3 separate regions of the Sus scrofa genome follow, and regions 1 and 2 are each linked to region 3. The links are chromatin contacts, called in public Hi-C and HiChIP or PLAC-seq maps. All regions are on one chromosome and are shown on one strand. The core of a region is the stretch at or near the end of the contact, and the rest is flanking DNA. Distances in the headings are between cores, read along the strand shown.

What was found. A called contact is a pair of places that touch in the nucleus more often than the background predicts. HiChIP or PLAC-seq counts read pairs in DNA pulled down with a chosen protein or histone mark.
Region 1: a contact with region 3 is called in a Hi-C map of liver, with 7 times the contacts expected there. The contact joins the enhancer-like site here to the promoter of STYXL1 in region 3. A contact is called at or near these places in 1 of 5 promoter capture datasets (liver) and 4 of 47 Hi-C or Micro-C datasets (fetal skeletal muscle, liver and skeletal muscle).
Region 2: an H3K27ac HiChIP or PLAC-seq map of alveolar macrophages shows a contact between it and region 3. The contact joins the promoter of POR here to the promoter of STYXL1 in region 3. A contact is called at or near these places in 2 of 47 Hi-C or Micro-C datasets (both in liver) and 1 of 2 datasets of contacts at active chromatin or transcription factors (alveolar macrophages).

Annotation. Positions count from the first base shown.
Region 1 is chr3:9,975,727-9,980,636 of Sscrofa11.1, forward strand. No RefSeq gene overlaps it. Among named protein-coding and RNA genes, the nearest start is that of YWHAG, 17 kb to the right of the region's middle. Within about 2 kb of position 1,610, at least 31 of the 83 cell types and tissues checked have an H3K27ac peak or open chromatin away from gene starts, as enhancers often do. A contact at or near this core is called in liver and skeletal muscle, where this site is marked.
Region 2 is chr3:10,268,138-10,273,260 of Sscrofa11.1, forward strand. It overlaps POR (P450 (cytochrome) oxidoreductase), which reads right to left and starts at 2,721. Exons shown (of 16, transcript NM_001129959.1): 1 at 2,653-2,721.
Region 3 is chr3:10,128,163-10,133,238 of Sscrofa11.1, forward strand. It overlaps STYXL1 (serine/threonine/tyrosine-interacting-like protein 1), which reads left to right and starts at 3,346. Exons shown (of 15, transcript XM_021086298.1): 1 at 3,346-4,113. It overlaps MDH2 (malate dehydrogenase 2, NAD (mitochondrial)), which reads right to left and starts at 4,543. Exons shown (of 9, transcript NM_001244153.1): 1 at 4,425-4,543; 2 at 706-874. The coding sequence starts at 4,490.

The DNA of each region.
Region 1 (4,910 bases), core at 360-2,859, 150 kb before region 3:
GGTCAAATCAGAGCTGTAGCCACCCGCCTCCACCACAGCCATAGCAATGCCAGATCCGAGCCATGTCTATAACCCACACCACAGCTCGCTGCTTTAACCCACTGAGCGAGGCTAGGGATCGAACCCACGTCTTCATGGATGTTAGTTGGGTTCGTTAACCGCTGAATCACAATGGGAACTCCCATCGCTTTTTACAGACAGGGAAAACTGAGGCTCAGAGAGGGAAAATGACTGGTCCAGGTCTGCAGAGTGGATCCAGGACTAGAAGCTGAGATTCTCAGTGTTCATCAGTACTGGGCACCAACAGGCCCCATTCTTCCCCATCCTGGCACTTTGACCCATGAAATGTGAGGGGAGGTATCCACCAGGCGGGAGCCTTCAGGGACCCAAGCACAAAATGCCATCCTTCAAGGTGGCCAGTGGCATTCCAGGCAGAGGAGACTTCATCGGCCCGGGTCCCTGAATCAGGGCCACCTGGAGGAAAGCGTCCATCAACTCCCGATGGACAGGTGGAGTGAGTGAGAAATAAATGTTAATGACCAAGGAGGGGTGGGCATCAGAGCGGTGTAACCTAGTCCATTCTGAGCGAGACTCTCAGGCTCCCCAATTTTTCCCGTCCTGTGGGGTTTACCTGAAACCTGTTTTCCAGCCAGTTATTTATTTATCAACGCTGATTCTGTTTGCTGCTTTCTGTGGTTCTGTGTACACTTCGGTGTTCTGTGGGCCAGGGCCTAGAGGGGTTAGGAGCACATGGCTAAATAAGCCAGAGCTTTTGCCCTTGAGAAACTCACGGAATAATCCCAAAGCGAATTTGCCTGTCCCACGCTCTCCTGAAACTCAACCTCTGCCACTCAGAACTCCGTCGCGTCCACCTAAACCTGGGTTTCCCTGTTTAGTAAGTAGCATTACCAACCACTAGCTTAAGCTAGAAACCTGAGTGGTGTGCTCAACAGTCCCCACCCCCGAAAAACTAGTCACTAGATCCTACCTACGGATCCTATCTCCCAAACACTGTTGGAAACTCTTTGCTTCTTGTTAACCATTTCTTACCTTGGCCTCTTCTGTCTCCAACCCATTCCCTATTCCACAAGGACAGTGGGCTCTCTAACGTCAGCACAGCTGATATTGCCACTCCCCTGCTCACACCCCTTCCATGGCTCCCCAGTGCTTCCTTCAACTGCTCAGCCCAGTTTACAAGGTCCTGCACAGCCTGGCTCTGCTTGTGTTTTCAACATCATCCCTTATCACTTGCTGCCAGGATCTCGCCAGGCTGAACCACTTTCAATTCCTCTAATGTCTGGGCTTTCTTCCCATGGGGCCTCTGCACATGCTGTTCTCTGCCTGGAATACACGTCACTCTCTCTCCTCCTTCCCCTTAGTCAACTCTTATTTAGCCTCCTGGCTCAGCTTTCGGATTCTCCAGAAGGCCTGCACGGATACCCCCTCCCCGCCACGGTCTGGGCTAGGAGCCCCCTTCACCCTGTACTTCCCCAGGGACAGCACTCACTCCTGCGTCTCAGCAGACAGCCGCCTCCACCGCCTCCACTGGCCGTGTCCTCCAGCAGCCCAGGGGGCCTTTGAGGGCTGGGGCTGGGTCTGTTGTGCTTGACTTTGTGCCAGGACCTCACACACAGCAAGTGCTCAAATATTTGTCCAGTGAGTGGAGGGTATGCACCTTTGTACTAACCTGAACACTGTGCTGGCCTCCGGGGCTGCAGAGCAAGGTGAGATCTAAATGGGTTCCTGTTTGCGTGGCCCAGAGGTTACCTGCAAGAGACCACCGCGATAAGCCATTAAACAAATCTGTAGCCAAGAGAGTTTCGCCTAGTGATTGGTGCTACAAAGAATATGAAGCAGGTGGGATGTTATGGGAGGGGTTGGGTGGTCAGGGGTGGCCCCTAAGGAGGTGAGGCTTGAGCTGGGCCTGGGTAATGAGGGGGAACCAGCCATGAATCTTTTGGCCATGAAAAGGTTTGGGGTGGATGATTCCAGGTCCTTCCTTGGGGATTTGGCCTGGCCTGCAGAAGGACCAGCGAGAAGGCCACTGTGATTGGAGCAAAGAGGAACGTGCTAGGAGATGAGTCAGGAAAGCTGGTAAGGGCCAGACCATTCAGGGCTTTTCTAGGCCACAGGGAGGTGTTTTATTCTAAGGGCAATAGAATCCATTGGAAAATGAGTGATGTTGGCGACCCAGGGGGCATCTTGGGCATCTCTCACATCTTTCAGCTTGTTGAGTGCAACTTGTCCCTTAAGATTTAACTAAAAGGACTCATTAAAGTAGGATGTCCGGGAGTTCCCTGGTGGCTTAGACGGTTAAGGACCTGGCATTGTTACTTCTGTGACTTGGGTTTGATCCCTGGATGCAGGTGTGGCCAAAAAAGAAAAGAAAAGTAACCCTACCAAACAACTCAAGAATTCCAGAGCTTAGATTCTACTAAGTACCCCTGACTTTTGCTGATGTCCCAGTCTCCCAGCTGCTTTTGCCTCCTTTGTGCCTGACTCTCCTTTCACCTTTTCACCAACTAAGCCCTTCACTCCCAAAGTTCCACCAATTCCAGGCTTTGCCTGGTGCACACTTGGCTGATGAGCTGATTCAACCAACAGCTGAACACTGAAAATGAGATGCCCTGTTTGCAAAAAGTCCTTGTATATTTGCTGTACAGTAGAAATCGACAGAACACTGTGGTAGAAATTGGCAGAACGCTGTAAATCAACTCCAATGGAAAAAATAAAAATCATTAAAAAAAAAAGTCCTTGTATATTCACCACACACACCACCACTGTAAACACAGACATGTTCCCTCATAATTTTGACTGATTTTCTGTACTCTAGCCCTAACGGCCTACCCCAAATGCTGAGACCCTCCCTCTCTCCTACCACCTCCTTCCAGATATGCAAGCCCTCTGACTCACATTTTTTCTTTTTAAGGCCGCACCTGAAGCATATGGAAATTCCAGGGCTAAGGGTCAAATCAGAGCTACAGCTGCTGGGCCTACGCCATAGCCACAGCAACTTGGATCCAAGCTGCATCTGCGACCTACGCTGCAGCTTGTGGCAACAGCGGATCCTTAGCCCACAGAGCGAACCCATATCTTTTTGGACACTATGCTGGGTTCTTAACCGACTGAGCCACAGTGAGCACTCCTGACTCCCCCATTTTTGCTTGTTGCCTTTTCTGAAATAACAGCTTTATTGAGATACTATAAAATTCCCCCTTTTAGGAGTTCTCTTGTGACACAGTGGGTTAAGGACCTGGCATAGTTACTGCAGCAGCTTGGGTTGCTGCTATGGTGCAGGTTCAGTCCCTGGTCTGGGAACTAATGCATGCCACAAGCGCAGCCAAAAAAAATAAATAAATAACCCTTTTAAATTGTACAATTCAGTGGTTTTTAGCTATTTGCAGAACCAAACCTCACAGTTATCTAATTCTGGAGCATTTATTTCATCACCCCCACCAAGAGAACCTCATCCCCATTGGTGCTTACTCCTCATTTTCCCACCCCCCAGCTCCTGGCAACCATTAATCTCTCTGTCTCTATGGATTTGCCTATTCTAGACATTTCATAGACAGAATCAGGCAACATGTAACATGTAGCCGTTCATGACAGGCTTCTCATGTGGAATGTTTTCAAGGTTCATTTGCACTGTAACATGTATCAGTACTTTAGTCCTATTTATGGTGAAATAATATTCCTTTGTGTGGACTTATTAACGTGTTTATCCGTTCACCTGCTGATGGACACCTTTTGGGTATTGTGATTGTGCTGCTGTGAACATTCTTGTACAAGTATGTGTTTGGGAACCAGTTTCCAGTTCTCTTGGGTATATACCCAGGGGTGGAATTGCTAGGTCATATGGTAGTTCTGTGTTGAACATTTTGAGGGACCATGAAACCGTTTTCCAGGGTGGTTGGGCCATTTTACATTCCCACTTGCACTGCACAAGGGTTCCAACGTTCCATATCTTTGCTAACTTGATATTCCCTCCCCCTAAAAAAAAAAAAAAAAAAAAAAAAAACCAGAAAAAAAAAACCTAGCCATCCTGATGGCTATAAAGTGTTGTCTCCTAGGGTTTTGTTTTTGGTTTTTGGGTTTTTTTTGTCTTTTTGCCTTTTCTGGGGCCACTCCCGTGGCATATGGAGGTTCCCAGGCTAGGGGTCGAATCAGAGCCGTAGCTGCCAGCCTATGCCAGAGCCACAGCCATGTGGGATCCAAGCCGCATCTGCAACCTACACCACAGCTCATGGTAACTCTAGATCCTTGACCCACTGAGCAAGGCCAGGGATCGAACCCGCAACCTCATGGTTCCTAGTCGGATTTGTTAACCACTGAGCCATGACAGGAACCCCCTCCTAGGGTTTTTTGTTTGTTTTTGTTTTGCTTTTTAGGGCTGCACTGTGGCATATGGAGGCTCCCAGGCTAGGGGGTTGAATCAGAGCTACAACTGCTGGCCTACTCCATAGCCACAGCAATGCCACATCCGAACCATGTCTGCAAGCTACACCACCACAGCTCATGGCAACACCGGATTCTTAACCCGCAGAGCGAGGTCAGGGATCAAACTTGCAACCTCGTGGTTCCTAGACAGATTGATTTCCGCTGTGCCATGACGGCAACTCCTTGACTCCTAGTTTTGATTTGTATTTCCCTAATGATTAATTATATCAGGAGTGTCTGTTTTGTTCTTATTGGCTACTTGTATACCTTCTTTGAAGAATTGTCTATCAAGTCCTTTAGCCCATTTTTCACTTGGGTTCTTGTTTCTTTTGTAGAACTGCGTAGATATCTTGCCTACTGCCTAGCCTTCAGAACTAGCTTTGCAAAACTCCCATTTTTGCTTTGCTACTCAAAGCTGGTTCTCCTACTTGGAATTTTGCAGTCACCTATGAAACGAAGTGGTTTTGTTTCCT
Region 2 (5,123 bases), core at 1,471-3,970, 140 kb after region 3:
TTTTTTTTTTTTTGCTTTTTTTAGGGCCGCAGCCTATGGAGGTTCCCAGGCTAGGGGTTGAATCCGAGCCACATCTGCGACTTACACCACAGCTCACGGCAACACTGGATCCTTAACCCCCTGAGCAAGGCCAGGGATCGAACCTGCAACCTCTTGGTGCCTGGTCAGATTTGTTTCCGCTGTGCCACAACGGGAACCCCCTAAACTGGGTATTTCTATGATAGTATTTTTAAAAATAATGAGCACTTGGTATTTGTGTGAACAGAATTTAAAATATTTTAATAAAAACAGTCATTTCTCCATTTCACTTTTTTCTGATGTTTTAGACTTAAACGAATCTGAGATAAAAGTTAAATCCCAAAGCACCAAACTGAGGCCCTCAGGTGGTTTGTTGAAAGGCACACAGTGTTAGTACCTGAGCTGGGACTCAGGTTCCCTGGCCCCCTCAAGCCAGGGCCCTGCTCCTTCCAGAAGCAGGAGGAAGGAGAGATGTTGCAAGGGCAGCGGGGCCCTCTGGATCTATGAAAAATCCTACCACTACAGAAGCCGCCACGGGGCGAGGGCCGGGGAGGGGGGCAGGGCAGGTTGCTTCAGAGTTACATTCCTATGAACTTGAAAGATTCCATGAATTTAACAAGTAAAAGCTCTGGAGCTGCCAAGCTGTTCTGATTTCAAACAGCCTATCTCCTAGGTACACATGAACTTATGATCTAACTTAGACCCTGATTTTCACCAGGTTAACAAGGGATCAATTCAGGGTCACCAACAGGTCCTAAAATTAAGGCTGGTGTGGCAACAAACAACTCCCACGGCTGTTTACAAACGCACACCGCCCCAGTGCTTCGGGCGCGGACGGCAGTCAAGGCCATTTCCAGGTGCTGAAGTTCATCCCTGAGGTTCCTTTCACCTCACACCTGCCTCTAATTTTTTTTAAGTGGTAGACACGAGGGATTTGAGAGAGTTACGATGACCCTGAAGTTTTTCACACTACAAGCCAACTGGAAGATTTCCATTCTCGGAAATGCAGGCCAGTTCCTTAGACATGACTAAGCTATCTGCCCAATGCAACCGTTTTCTACCTGACATGGCATGAAAATCATGAGACGCTCAAGAACTGACCACTTTCTCAAAAGGGAAATGAAAACTTAAAGGGACACAAAGAAAGGAAAGTGCTTTCTTCAGGGTCGGCTGCTTTACTAACTGGGACTTTTGGACTGCTTTCCCCATCCAGCTGACCCCCCAACCACACACAGGGGATGTGCGTAGATGAACTGTGAATGGTTAATGAATTAATGCCTTCTACCCAAAGGGGAGAGGAACTACAGCATTGCACAGAGGGAACACTGGATCTCGGAGGTGAGGTGGGGTGGGGTGGGGTGGGGTGGGGTGGGGTGGAGGGAGTTAGTTAACTGCTCAGCTCTCTTGTTACAGTTCTCAGTGTCACCCTCCAAGACCCTCTCTCTTTTTGTCTTTTTGCCTCTTCCAGGGCCGCACCTGTGGGATAACGGGGTTGCTAGGCTGCAGCTGCCAAGCCTATGCCACAGCCACACGGGATCCGAGCCGCGTCTGCAACCTACACCACAGCTCATGGCAACGCCAGAACCTTAACCCACTGAGCAAGGCCAGGGATCAAACCCGCAACCTCATGGTTCCTTGTCAGATTTGTCAGCCCCTGAGCCACCACAGGAACTCCCAGACTCTCTCTTTTGATCCTCAGAAGCTCAACCCTGTGGGGGCCTGTAGGTAGCTTGCGCCACCATTGGGGAAACAGGCTCCAAGAAGTTAAGTGCCCTGACAAGATGCCAAAGTTCAAACCCAGGACTACCCATTCCAGCCCAGTCTCCTCTGGTCTATTCTCTACTTCAGCCAAATTCAGAGGGAAGGCTGTATTGTGTTGATCTAAGAGATGAGGCAGCCACGTTCTCTGAAACGACCCCAAATCGCTGTCACCAGCTTACACAATGGTGACTGTCTTCGCTGCCCAGGAGACCTCGACTTCTTACCCAATTGCTCTGACGAGCTAAAGGTGTAGCGGCTGTTCAGCAGAGCCCGGCAAAGCACCTGCCCGCCAGAAGAACTATCCCCCAGGGATTCGGGGGCCTCGATGGCACGCAGAACATTTCCCAACAGAGACCGGGCTGGCAGGCTCCTCTGAGCCCTCGACTGAGCCCACCTGATGCTGCGGGGTCAGATTTGAGCCCCACCTGCAGACATCGAGCGCGTCCTCCCGCTAATTAACCCAATTCCTGAGACCCACAGTACAGACGGGGAAACTCAGGCTCAGGAAGGAAAAGTGACTTCCCAGGAGGGTGGCGGCGTGGGGGCTGGAGCCCGAGCCCTCTCACGCCAAGAACTGGTCTTCCGCCGAAGGGCCATCGGGGCGTCCTAGGCACTGGAAAAGACGACTCTCCAGTCACCTCGAGAGGTCAGCTCGAGGGGATGGGCCACCCCAGGAAGGGCCGAGATGGGAGTCGCGCTTTCCGTGCGAGAATCAGGCGATACCGGCAGCGATCCGGCCCGAAAGCCCGCCCCAGCGCGCAGGGCCCAGGAGGCCGAGGCGCCCAGGAAGCCTCGGGTGTCTAGCAGCCCCGCCACCCAGAACCTTAGCGTCCCGACCCCGCCATCCCAGCACCTGCGAACACACACACTCACCGAGGGCTGCCGGCAGGACTCCGGATACCTGAGCAGGACGCAGGCCCGCACCACTGAGGCGCTACCACCGCCGGCGCCGGCCAGGGTGTGGGGGCGTGGCCAGTGGCTGCGCCGCTCTGCCCAACCCGGCCGCACGCTTGCTTCCGGGGCCAGGCCTCCCCCCTGCGAATCTGTGCTCTTGGTACAGCCCGGGCGGCCACGCCCCCTCAGCGTCCCAGCTCCACCGCCAGGCCTGGGAACTTGGTGGGTTGTACCCCAGCAGGGAGCGGTTCTTCCCCCCGCCCCCGCCGCCCCGGGCTGACGGCGGCTTCTGCTGCCCTTGAGGTGCAGGGGAGGGCAGTGGTCGTGAGCCGCGCCGCTCGAGTGTGTTCGCGCCTTTTTCTCCTCCACGGCCCTCAGTTCCCTCATCTGAAAATGGCGAGGCTGCTTGGACAGAGTGTCCAGGGCCCCTCCAACCGCTTGAGTCGGGGAGGCAGGAAGTGAGCAGGCAGGGGGCGAGGACTGGACTGAAGACGTGGGAGGGGGCAGAGGGCGCCTTGAAAAGTCTGGCTGCCGCAGTTGAGGGTAAGGAGTCCACCTCTGCCTCCTACTGTGGTTCCTATGTCATAGGGTTAGGAGGATTAGGTGGTATAACTCATGTTCGTAAATAATTTAGCTCGGTGCGATAAGTGCTCTAGAAATGTAAAGTATTACTATTATCATCATTACGACTGCTACTGCTACTACAGGCTCTGCTGAGAGTTCCTTTTGAAACAGTGGGCAACTCGCTTCATTCAGAACCCATTCCCCATCTTTAAGCTGGGACCCACCAGCGACAACCAGATGCTTTGAAAACTGTCAGGTCCTATATAAAGAGAGAATTATTACAGTGACCCCAGTTGTAGGCTTCCTCCATTCCAGTCTGTCAGGAGCTGGTCTGATTCACCCGATGGAACCAGTCCTCCAGCAGTCAGGGTGGGGCATCAGTGTCTCACTAAGGGACTGAATACCTTCATCCTACTCTAAGGCCCTCAAGAGAGCAGGGGGGCATTTCATCACCCAGATCTCTGGCACTCCAGCCTTTGCACCGACTTGCTGCACATCTCCCCGGAGAAGATTTAAACTTTGCCTCTGAATTTTTGGGCCCTGCTTCTGTGAAGCCAGAGTACAAAACACCGAGTTTCCTTTCTGCTAATAGCGTGACTGAGGCAGGAAACAGGAGGCTTCTTTTGATTCCCCCCCGCCCCTTAAGCAGTAACTGAGTCCTATGGATTCCATCTCCAGGACTGCCCTCCTTCCCTTCTTATCTTTCCAGCTGTCTCTGTCCTAGTTCAGACCTACCTGGAGTCACTTGTCACTTGGATGATCTCAGCAGTTCTTGATTCACATGCCACCTCCAATTTCCACCTACGACCAGGGAAACTTCCTCTTAAATCACTCTGCTCACGGGCCTTCCTGTCTCTTAACCCTTCCTCCTCAAATCACACTCACCAGCCAGCTGGGGGGAAAATAGTTAGCTACGCACCTCAGACCTCACACTAATATAAATTCCTGAGAGACAAAAGAGGTAAACACCCTTTTAAAAGAAAAGGAAAAAAAAGTCCTAAAAGAACCCTTGGGAGAATTTGTGTTAATCTCCAAGAGACCTCTCTGCGTTAACCTAGAATCCGTAAATGACTAAGAAATCTACTTACCTAAAAATCAAAATGTGGGGAGCTCCTGTTGTGGCTCAGCGGCAACAAACCCGAATAGTATCCACGAGGACTCAGGTTCGCTCCCTGGCTTTGCTCATTGGGTTAAGGATCCGGCGTTGCCGGGAGCTGGGGTATATGTTGCAGCCGTAGCTCGGATCAGGTGTTGGTGTAGGCCAGCAGCTGCTGCTCCAATTCAGCCCCTAGCCTGGGAACTTCCATATGTAGAGGTTGTGGTTCAAAAAAAAAAAAAGGCTAAAAAATAAAAATTTGATGTGTGACAAAGTCCTATAGGCAAAGTTAAAAGACAAAGGACAGACCAGGAGGAAATAGTCGCAATTATTAATAGTCAAAGGACGAGTTTCCCTAAAACAACGGCCTCTCCGCATTAATAAGACATACATCTGGGCAAATGATGGGACTTGTCAGTTCGCAGGAAAAGAAATGCAAAGGGCTCTGAAGCATATGAAGAGTTGTTCAACCCCACACAGAAAGGAAATGCAAATTAAAACTTGACCGAGGAGTTCCCGTCGTGGCGCAGTGGTTAACGAATCCGACTAGGAACCATGAGGTTGCGGGTTCGATCCCTGCCCTTGCTCAGTGGGTTAACGATCCGGCATTGCCGTGAGCTGTGGTGTAGGTTGCAGACACGGCTCGGATCCCTCATTGCTGTGGCTCTGGTGTAGGCCGGTGGCTACAGCTCCGATTAGACCCCTAGCCTGGGAACCTCCATATGCCGCGGGAGCGGCCCAAGAAATAGCAGCAGCAGCAACAACAACAACAAAAAAAAAAAAAAAAAAA
Region 3 (5,076 bases), core at 2,096-4,595:
GGTCGAAATGGAGCTGTAGCTGCCAGCCTACACCACAGCCATGCCAGATAGATCCGAGCCACGTCTGTGACCTACACCACAGCTCACGGCAATGCCAGATCCTTAAACCACTGAGCAAGGCCAGGGATCGAACCCTCAACCTCATGGTGCCTAGTCGGATTCGTTTCTGCTGCGCCAGGACAGGAACTCCCTAAATTTACTTTAGATTTCCCCAAGGCGGCTGGGCTTTCGAGAAGCTCGCAGAGGCAATCCTGGGACGGAGGGATGGCCCACGGTGGGAAGGCAACTGGCACCTCACCAGGGACAGCCTTTCTCATTGCCTCAACCTCATATTACTTTTTAAATTAGAAAAACTAAAAAATGGAAAATTAGACCACTGTTGTCTTTCTGATACTGGTATTTAAATTTTTACAGACTCAAATCCAAAAGAGGTGCAGTAACTTACAAATTTTAATTTTAAAATGGACACAGAGGAGTTCCCTGGTGGCTTAGCATGCTGATAAGGATCTGGCGTTGTCATTACTGTGGTGCCAGTTCGATCCCTTGCCTGGGAACTTCCACGTGCTGTGGGTGAGGCCAAAAAATAAATAAATAAAATGGTCAAGTCTCTGAACATCTAGTTTCACCTACGAATCTCACTTGGAACCTGGACCCCGGTCTTCGGGAGAAGAGCTGCTAGGTCCCCAGAGTCGGTGTGCCCTGTACCTTTCACAGTCGCTCTGGTCTCGATGTGGCTCAGATCCGCGGCCACTCCGGGTGTGTGCGCGATATCGTAGAGGGTCAGGCGGCTCACCAAGGGGCTGTTTTTCAGGAGAAGCGAAAGGGGCTGCCCGATTCCTCCGGAAGCCCCCAGCACGGCTACCTTGGCATTGTTCTAGAAAGAGGCACAGAGAGAAGACTCTGAAGATGGAATCAGCATTAAAAGGACTCACATGGGGAACTGCAGAACATTGCGGTGGGGCTGCATGAAGATGCAGTGCTATTTCTACCACCCCTGCCCTGGAAGCCGGGGAGACCCACGTGCGACAGTCTGGGCTTATTCCGCCTCCACCCTCCCAAAGGGGAGCAGACTTGACTCAACTGGCCTCTGGGACTGGCGACAGCAGCCCTATCTTCCATCTGCAGTTTAAAAAACTCAACAAATGTTTACGAGCTCCCACCTGTGAGCCGGTCCTACCAGCGTGAAGCAGACCCCTGCCAACTCTTGACAGGCCAAGCAGTGAGATGCACAGGATTTGAGGGCAAAGGGCTGCCTTAAAGCTAAGCCCTGCCCCCAAGCTCACTTCCATTAGATAAAAGGCACTCCTCCCTGTAGGCCTCACCAAAATCGCAGCCAACCTCAGTGAAGCTGTTTCTAATCGACTCACACATGTGAAGGGGGCCGATTCCTGGGGAGCAGGCAGGCAACTGCCAGGGGAGGAGGAGACAAAGGGAGAAACGGATGCTACAAATAATGGGCTTCCATCAACCCCAAAAATCAAGCCCATCAAAACTCAAGCCAACCCCCCAAAATCCCACATGGTGTAATCTGCTTGGGGACGTTAAAATTTCTAAAAAGCATAGACGACAACTAAGAATGGAATTCATGTTTTTTTTTTTAAGCTGGTGCTTTAAAGGCGGACACTTGACTTCATGGAAAACGAGTCAGACCAACTGAGAACCTGAGGGCTGGCCACCTCACCCACCTCCAGATCTTCAATGATCACTCCCCCATCTTGTCTCCAATCCTAGGGACTCCCCAATTCCAACCCTACATTCCCGGTTTTGTTAGGCACCAACGTCCCACAAACCCAACTCTGTAAACAAGTTTATCCTAATAACTCTCCCACCCCTGTTCCCAAATGGCACCTGCGCTCACCCAAACCCAAACCTGCCGAACTACCTCCTGCCTCTTCCCTGATCAGAGACAGTCGGTTAGGGCACGAAGGACTTGGCATCTCAGACGTCTTCCCGACCTGCCCTTGATTTCTACAGATCCCACCATCTAACTTAGGTCCTCAGCCCCACGCCGATACCGTCCTTCTCAAAATTCAAACTTTAATCGTCTCCTTGCTCAACAAAATCTTCTCAAGGTCCTCCCCCCGCCCAGATGACTCAGCCTGGCTCCCAAGACTGACGCGCTCCGACCTGGGACGCACAAGCCAGTTCCACGGCCGTGAGGACCTAAGTGTCAAAGTTTGTGCTTTTGTTTTTATCTAACAGGTAAAGAATTAAACTCTACCAAGAAACAGACCTACCTACCTGTGCCCTCAACTAGGGTCCCTTAGTGAATCAGGGACACACAAGATGAACACAACACAGGGGAGCAGTGGGGGAGGATGGGATTGCTTTCAGTGTGGTGAAGTGATGTTTTGTGTTTGCATATTATGAGATTTCGTCAACTTAGTCAATATTTACAAAAACACTGGGGAGTTCTCCTGTGGTGTAGTGGGTTAAGGGTCAGGTGTCATTGCAGTGGCTTCGGCCCATTGGACATATAGGAGGAAACTTCCACATGCCACGGGTGCAGCAAAAAATGAAACGAACACCCCCCCCCCACAGTTTGTAGGAGGTGGAATCTTTACGGTAGATAAGGACCTTTGGTATTGCGGGTTAGCTCTCGATCTCTTTGTAAATGCACTGTCTCCTAATCTGATGACCTTTTCCAGGTGGAGGAGTAGTTGTCAACAGTGCTATTTGGCAGCTGGCTTTGAAAATGGATATATTCTAACACTTCACTTACAAGCTTGCTTTTTAAAATCTGTTATAGTTACTTTTAAAATTTGTTGTGTGTGTTATATTTATTAGTACATATAGAGAAAAATAAATACATTTAGGTTGAATGTTCATCACATTTTTTTCCTGATAAGGATACGCGATCCAAAGGTCTCTGCAGGGCAATGTACTATTTGGCTTAAGCTCATCTTTCTGACTTAAAAAAAAAACTGCCTTCTCAACATTTCCTCCTGTACATCCAATAGGCTTTTTCTTTTTCTTCTTCATTTTAGGGCCGCACCTGAAGCATATGAAGTCCCAAGGCTAGGAGCAGAATGGGAGCTGCAGCTGACAGCCTACCCCACAGCCACAGCAACTCCGGATCCTTAACCCACTGAAAGAGGCCAGCAATCGAACCCACATCCTCATGGATACTAGTCGGGTTACAGCTGAGCCATGATGGGAACTCCTGAATAGGCATTTTAAACAACACAAATCAATTCTGAGCTCCGGATATCTGCCCCTTCCATCTCCTTTTCTTCTAACAATCTGTATCATCTTGGCACACCTCAACTCGAAAGCCCAAAGCCTTGCTGTCCTCCATGGTCCCCTTTCTCTCAATACCCTTCGTTAAATCACCTGTCAGCGAATCCCATTGCCTTAGCTTCACTGCGTTCCCTTCCCCACTCCTCAGCATCTATCTTCATCCCCTCCACCTATCCTACATTTACTCCTTGTTGGCCAAAGTGCAGCCATCATGGTATCACTTGCAGCCCCAAGGACAATTTTTGGCAAACATGAATACTCAATGCGCTTATTTCTATATTTTAAAAATGAATTCCACTCACAGCAAACTGATCTGAAAGACAGAAGCTAAACAAGAAATGAGGAATCTCATTCAATAACCACCTCCCCTTTGGGTGTGGTACCTAAGAGGCAATGTGGGTATCTCCAGGCTTCTCAGACTTTGGCTATATGAGAATCACTTGGTAAAAATACTTAGGCCCGGATCCCAACCTCCTTTAATGAGCCTTCGCCTCCGATCGTCATCAGCTTCCAGGTGATCCTAACTCACACCAGAGTTTGAGAATCGCTGCCCTAGAAGACGGCTAAAAATAGGTTAGGCTTAAGTAGTCCCAGGCCCACATCATGTACTGTTACACCGCGTGGGGGCCGGCCCAGTCCGCCGGCAGCAGGAAGGAGCCTTCAAAAGGTCCTTAAGAGGAAGCAGCGTCTTCAGATTCTTAGAGGAAAAGCTTGTTGTTCCAAAAGTCACTGACGGTGGTCAGGAGAGCTGAATTTTAAAACTTTGGCCGAAAGACTGTGTAACCTTGAACCAGTGCTCTACCTTCAGCGTTTATCTGCACTACGGAGTTAAAAATTACACACTATTTGTACAGACGCTGCAGGAAGAACGAGGTTAGTCTCTCAAAGTACTATGGAAAATAAGTGGCTTTCGGCTCGAGAGCCCTGGCTTTTCAACCTGGAAGGAGCAGGCCCTCTGGAGGACCTGGAGGCGAGCTGTGGGGCTCGGAGAAGCGCATCGGTCCTAGAGTTGCCTCTCCCCTACTCCCGCACTTCCTGCGGGGTATCAGGGCCGGCCGAGGGGGCCACAGCCGCGGGTCGGCACCGGGCGGCCCCGCGGTCCAGGCTGACCTGGGAGTCAGGCTGCTAGCGAGCCAGCAACACACGTGGCCTACGCAGGGGAGCCTCTGCTTCGCAGGGCCTACCTGGGCCGAGGTGCTGAAGCTGCGGCGGAGAGCGGCGCCGGCAGGCCGGGCGAGGGCGGAGAGCATGGCTGGGGCGTGCGGGGAGAGGACCGGCCGGCAAACGAGCTGGCAGCAAGAAAGTGACTCCAACGACCTCCACACTCCACAGGCCCTCCCGGCTCCGCTCCGCCAGGTCTCGCGAGACTGGCCCGACTTCCGGCGCCCCACCTCCCGGATCTCGCGGTGTCTCGGCCGCATCCGGGTTGTAGCGGTGGCGGGCGGTGGGACGCGCCCGGAGCCGGGTCCAGGGCTAGGTCATAGCGCGGGTCGGGAGACGCGGTCGGAGTGGGAGGGAGAGTCTGCACCCGAGAGGTGGAAGAAGACGGGCTTGAGGCTGGAAGAGCCTTAGAGGAGCCATTTTGCAGGTGGGGCCCCAGACAGAGGCTCTGACAGGGAGACCGGCCGAGTTGGCGCCCCGGGCCCGGACTCGGCCAAACCTACCCCTCCTGCCCCTGGAGGCGGGAGGGGCTCCGAGCCCTGGAAAGCTTTGGAAAGGAAAGAGGGACGGGGAGGCCGAAAATCTTGGGATTACGGGTGGAAAAATGGGGGCTCTCCTAATCATCACTTCGGTGCACCCCTGCCCCGCCCCTGCTCACACAGACCCGGTCCACCC